2 separate regions of the Canis lupus genome follow, and region 2 is linked to region 1. The links are chromatin contacts, called in public Hi-C maps. All regions are on one chromosome and are shown on one strand. The core of a region is the stretch at or near the end of the contact, and the rest is flanking DNA. Distances in the headings are between cores, read along the strand shown. Region 1 holds the start of ZFP36L2 (mRNA decay activator protein ZFP36L2). Region 2 overlaps THADA (THADA armadillo repeat containing).

The links. A called contact is a pair of places that touch in the nucleus more often than the background predicts.
Region 2: a contact with region 1 is called in a Hi-C map of blood, with 1.7 times the contacts expected there. The contact joins the enhancer-like site here to the promoter of ZFP36L2 in region 1. A contact is called at or near these places in 2 of 9 Hi-C or Micro-C datasets (both in blood).

The regions. Positions count from the first base shown.
Region 1 is chr10:46,808,850-46,811,472 of UU_Cfam_GSD_1.0, forward strand. ZFP36L2 (mRNA decay activator protein ZFP36L2) reads right to left here and starts at 1,318. Exons shown (of 2, transcript XM_038551155.1): 1 at 975-1,318; 2 at 1-428. The coding sequence starts at 1,025. It overlaps LOC106559410 (a long non-coding RNA gene), which reads left to right and starts at 849. Exons shown (of 5, transcript XR_005365810.1): 1 at 849-1,120.
Region 2 is chr10:46,873,931-46,876,553 of UU_Cfam_GSD_1.0, forward strand. It overlaps THADA (THADA armadillo repeat containing), which reads right to left. Exons shown (of 38, transcript NM_001109959.1): 32 at 92-468. Among named protein-coding and RNA genes, the nearest start is that of ZFP36L2, 65 kb to the left of the region's middle. Within about 2 kb of position 1,336, at least 3 of the 20 cell types and tissues checked have an H3K27ac peak or open chromatin away from gene starts, as enhancers often do. A contact at or near this core is called in blood, where this site is marked.

The sequences.
Region 1 (2,623 bases), core at 68-2,567:
TAGCGGGTCGAGTTGATCTGGGAGCCGCCGCCGCCGCCGCCGCCGCCCCCCTTCTGCTGCTGCTGCTGCTGCAGGTGCAAGAGGTGCTGGCTGCGCTCGCCGTTCTCGCTGAACGAGCGGTCCCGAAACTTGTTCTCCTTGTTGAGCAGGGCGGTGCCGCCGCCCCCCGACGGCTCCTTGAGGGTGCCGTAGGAGGCCGGGCCGCCCGCCGCCCCGCCGCCGCAGCTGCCGCCGTTAGCCGCGCCCGGGAACTTGGGCGAGCAGCTGCCGGCGCTGGGCGCGGGGTGGGCGAGCGCGTGCAGGTTGCTGGCCGAGTGCCGTCGGAGAAAGCCCGGCGTGAAGCCCGAGCTCGGGGCGGCGGCCACGGGCGTCCCCACCGCCTTCTTGTCCAGCATGTTCAGGTTGAGGTTGGCCAGGGATTTCTCCGTCTGCCAAAAGGAGGGGGGCGAGGACGGGATGAAATATGGACAGGGAGGGGAGAGTCGGGGCGAGCCGCGGAGGAACTTCAGGACTCCGGAGTCTTCTTCCTTTCTGCAGGGCTTTCGACTCGGCCCCCACCCTCCACCCGTACACGCGCAAAGGTAAGACAAAAAAAAAAAAAAAAAAAAAAAAAAGCCAAGTTCGCGCGGGGAGGGGCCGACTCCCACCCCGAGCCACGCTCGGTTTCGACCTGGGATCCTCAGCCCGCGGGCCGCCGGCCTGGGCGGCGCAGAGCCCGTCCGGGAAGCCCCGGGCAGCGTGGCCGCGGTCGGCGCCGGAGGAGGCCAGCGGCGGCGGCGGCGGCGGCGGCGGCTCGCTCTGCCCTTCCTCCGCGTCCTCCCCCGCCCACACGGCACGAGCACACGCTGCAGCGGCCTCCGGCAACTCCTCCCGGCCCCAAAGTCAAGGCGGGGAGGGCTGCCCCGAAGCCGAGCGCAGAGGCACCGTCCGAACGCCCGCCCGCCCTCCTCCCGCCTCCGTGCGCCCTCGCGTACCTTGCACAAGAAGTCGATATCGTAGAAGGCGGACAGAAGTGTGGTCGACATGTTTCTGGATCCCGTAATGGTCGGAGCTGCGGGCGGGGAGGTCCGGAGGAGCCCTCGGGGCGGCGCGGCCGGGCTCGAGCCACGACGAATAACGGGTGAGGGGCGGGGGAGGGACCGAAAGTTTGCCGGGGGACGCGACGGCAGGGACGGGGGAGCGGCGCGGACCGTTCTCGGGGCTGCCCGGGAGTGCGGGGTGGGGGGAAAGGAGAGAGAAGCAGGGAGCGCTCCTCCGCGCCCCGGGGTGCCCGGCCCGCCCCCCCCCCGCGCGGAGCCGACGACAGCTCGCGGACTGCTGGAACTCCGCGGCCCGCGAGCGCGCGCCCTATATAGAGCCCGGGAGCGCGGCAGCGGCGGGGCGGGCGTGCCGGGGGAGGGGACAGAACGCTGACCCCGCCGGGGTCTCCAGGCAACGCCGCCCGCCGGCTCGCGGACGTCAAGCGCCTCCGTGGCCTCCCATTGGCCGCCGCCAATTTTTTTTTCCTGGGGGGGAGGGGGCGGGAGGCCTCGGGGCGGGGCGGGCTGCCGGGGCGCCCGCGGCGGCGTGGAGAGCTCGTCCCTGATGGGTGCTGCTGGGTGGCGGCGGGAAGATAAGGGCCCCCTCCGCCGGGGCCGCGCTGTTGGAAATCCCCTGCACGTTTAACGTGGCCGCGGTTCTGCAGCCCTGGACGTGTCTGTCCCCGCCCGATCCTGCTAGGCAAAATTGCGGAGCTTTTATCTCCCACTCTGGGTTTTTATACCGGGCGCGGGAATTGCAAAATGCAAGAATATTGCAACCGTCCGCGCGGCCCGGCTGGCTTGCAAAGGGTGCTCCGGTCGGGGGGCGGGGGCCCAGGGCGTGCGTCCGGTGGGTGGCGGCTCCATCCCGAGTGCACGTGGAGGCGCGGTGGGGGTGGGGGTGGGGGCGGGGGCGGGAGCGGCCACGCGGGCGGCCGCCGCGGCAGTCTCGCCCGGAGGAGCCTGGGCCCGATTCTCCGCCCCCTCCCCGCCCAGGCTGCAGTAAACAGGGCTTCAGCGCCGAGGCCTGCCGGGCCGGGCCGAGTGTCTGAGGACAAGGCGCTGGCTTTGCTAATCACATCACAAGACCTTGAGCCTGGGCCAAAGGCGCGGAGTGGCGCGGAGCGTCCCGGGCGGGGGAGCCGGCTGGGAGGCCGGGAGGGCCGGCGGGAGGGCAGCGCAGGCCTGGAGGCGACTTCCCGCCACCGCGTCCTGCCGCCCCTCGGCCCGGCCTTCCGCAGCCCTCCAGGAGTCGGGGCGCAGCTAGCGGCTGGCTGGGGCGCGCCCTCTACGCCCCTTCCCTCCCCGGCCGCTGGGGGCGCCGCGCCCTGCGTTAGCTCGCGGTGGGCCGCGGCCGGGGGCTGGGGCGGGCGGGGCTGGGCACCGAGGACGCTCACGCGGGTTCGCCCGCCGGTTCCACACCCTAAAAAGCCTGGGAAATGCCTTGGCCACGGGGCTCCCCCCGGGGATGGGGCGGACCCCCCCCCCCCCAGCGCCCAGTTAGGCTAAAGCGGCTGACGCCCCGGTTCGGGCAGATCTGGGGGCAGGTCCAGGACACCTCACTCTGCGTGGAAACCCAGGCTGCCAAGGAAAAGCGGAGCGGG
Region 2 (2,623 bases), core at 86-2,585, 65 kb after region 1:
TCTTCCTATTGCTCCTGGAGAAGCCCAACCCAATCCTGTCTAGGTGATCTTGTTATGGTGAAGGGGACGGTCAGTACGCCAGAGACTTTACCTTGCAGAAGCATTCCGGGTGATTTTCCTTCACAGCCAACATCAAGAATGTCTCCCCCATATTCCGCTGCAAAGGTGGCAGCCCCTTCTCTCCTAATCCCAAGGCTGCTGTTGAGAACCTTTCCAGCAGGGCTTCTAATGTCAGCAGGCGCACTTCAGGGAAGGAAGACTCCAACAGCTGAGAGAAGGATATGGGAATGTTCCCTGCCTGCTCTCCAGCCTGGGCCGCCACTGCCGCTGTGGTGATGGCTAGTTTGGTGAGACTCTGGAGGTACTGGGGCAGGCCTGGCACCGTGAAGGTATAGGTGAATCCCGTTATCAGCTCTGATCCTGAGATGATCCTTCTGACATCCTCCCAGAAGCCAAGACACTCCACAGCTAAAAAAGAAAACAAAAAAGTAAAGGAAAAGAGGTAATCACTTTATTCAAAGTTCCACAAAAGGATAATGGAGAATGCAAGGCTCTGAGTACACGGGGTGGACTACCAGGCGCCATTCTTGGATAGATTTCACAGGAATGATGTAATAAGTGACTAGCCCATCTATGTTCAGAAGTCTGAAGACATGAGCCACAAGTCTGAACCTAAGTGGGCTAGTCACTTATTACCTTTGCCCAGAAGCAATTTCTGTTTGGGTAATTCATAATGTCTCCCCCAGAGGGACAAAAGGCTCCTGGATCAGAGAATGTGCTCCTGGCACCCCTTCCCAATATTCAGTATTATGGACTCAGGGACCTCCTGAATTATTAAGCCTCAGAGTTGAGCAGGATAAAAGCACATCTAGTCCAAACTTCCTTTAGGGGCTCAGATTCCTCTGCAGCACCTTTCCTCGGAGGCTCCTGATCCACTCCTACAGTGACTCAGAGCTCATAAGACAGACTATTGCACTGTTAGTAGATCCAAGTGTCACTGAGTTCTTTTGAGACTTTCTACTCACTGGCCTAATTTGGCATTTTGAGGTTCTCCATGAGCCCTTCAGGCATCAGAGCCCCTGTCTTCCCCAGAGGAGACACCCCTACTTCCTTCAACTACTCCCCATATGGTGGGGTTCGTCTTCTCTCACTCTTCTAGCTGCCCTCCTTTGGACGTGCTCTACCTCTCTCAAAGTCTGACGCCATAGAATGGACATGACTCTCCCATGTGGTATGACCACAGGACGATGACTTTCCCTGTTCTGACACTAGGTTATAGTAGTTGCATCACACTGTTGACTCACGGACCTTAAAGTTAACTAAAACCACAGCCTTTCTTTTTTTACATGGTCTACTGAAGGTGGTGAGTCATCTTTCTCCCACCTTGCACTCAGTACTTAGATTGGGACCTGTTTTTTTTTGTTTGTTTGTTTTAAGCCCAAGTAGAACCACTGGTATAGTTTATCTCTTAAGTTTTATGGTCTCCCTTTTAGGTTGCCAAGATCTTTTTGTATTTTTACTTCTGATCAAAAAACACTTATTGCCTACTTACTGCGTGAAGGGCACTAAGTAAAATAAGAACACTGCTTGAGGAGTTTATAGTCTAGTTTGAGAGTGAGAAAGGAATGACCAGGTAATTCCAATACTGTGGTGTAAATGATAATCTGAGTCTTCAAGGGGAAGGGAAGGGAGAATGTGTTGGAGCCACCAAAGGCAGAGCAAAGGACCATAGGAATGAACCAGAATGGACGGTGTGGGGAACTACAGGCAGTCTGATATCATTACAGCATGGAGTTCGAGGTGGGGAATAGTAGGAGACGAGTCCAGAGAAGTATGGTGGCCAGGACATTCAGAACCTCCTAGGCCATGTGAAGGAGCCTGGGCATTCTTCTGGAGGCTAGGGAATGCCACTGATGGATTACTACAAGCAACAAAGTCAGGCAGTAGTCTAGGGGAGAAATGATGAGGCTCTGAAGTAAGGAAGGGATAGGGAGAAGATGGATTTGAGAAAGTAGTGAGAGAGTAAAACAGGTGACACTGGCAACTGACTGGGGGAGGGGTCTTGGGTATGTCCCCAAACCCAGATATGCTCCACAGAACACATCCATCATCCAACAGAAGTTGTGTAAACCTCAGTGTGACAAGCATGTCATAAATGCCTGCAATCAAATAATTACTGAAACTGTGAACTGGGCCAGTTGGAGGACAGAGGACATCAGTGAGTGTCAGAGGCAGCTCCCTGCCCACCCCCACCGTTCCCCTGACCTGCCCACTCCAAACTCTTACCGACTCATGATCAGTTATAAATCCTCCTACCTTGATCATTCTGTGCCTAGAATTTCATCTGCAAGAACATCAGGATAGACTTCATCAAAGGTCTTGCTGAAATTTAAGTATCTCATAACTTGGTGAACACTACTGACTTCTAGAAAAAACTATCATATATGTAATAGAAATGTGAAAGATTATGGTAATAAAAACACTTACTTGAAATTGCAAAATCTTATAAACTTGCAATAATCCAGGATTTAAAAATATGGACTATTCACATTACACATCAAATTGTTACAAAAAGAAGTTTGCCTCAAAAGGCTAAGTGGGGGCTCAAGCTCTAATATGACTG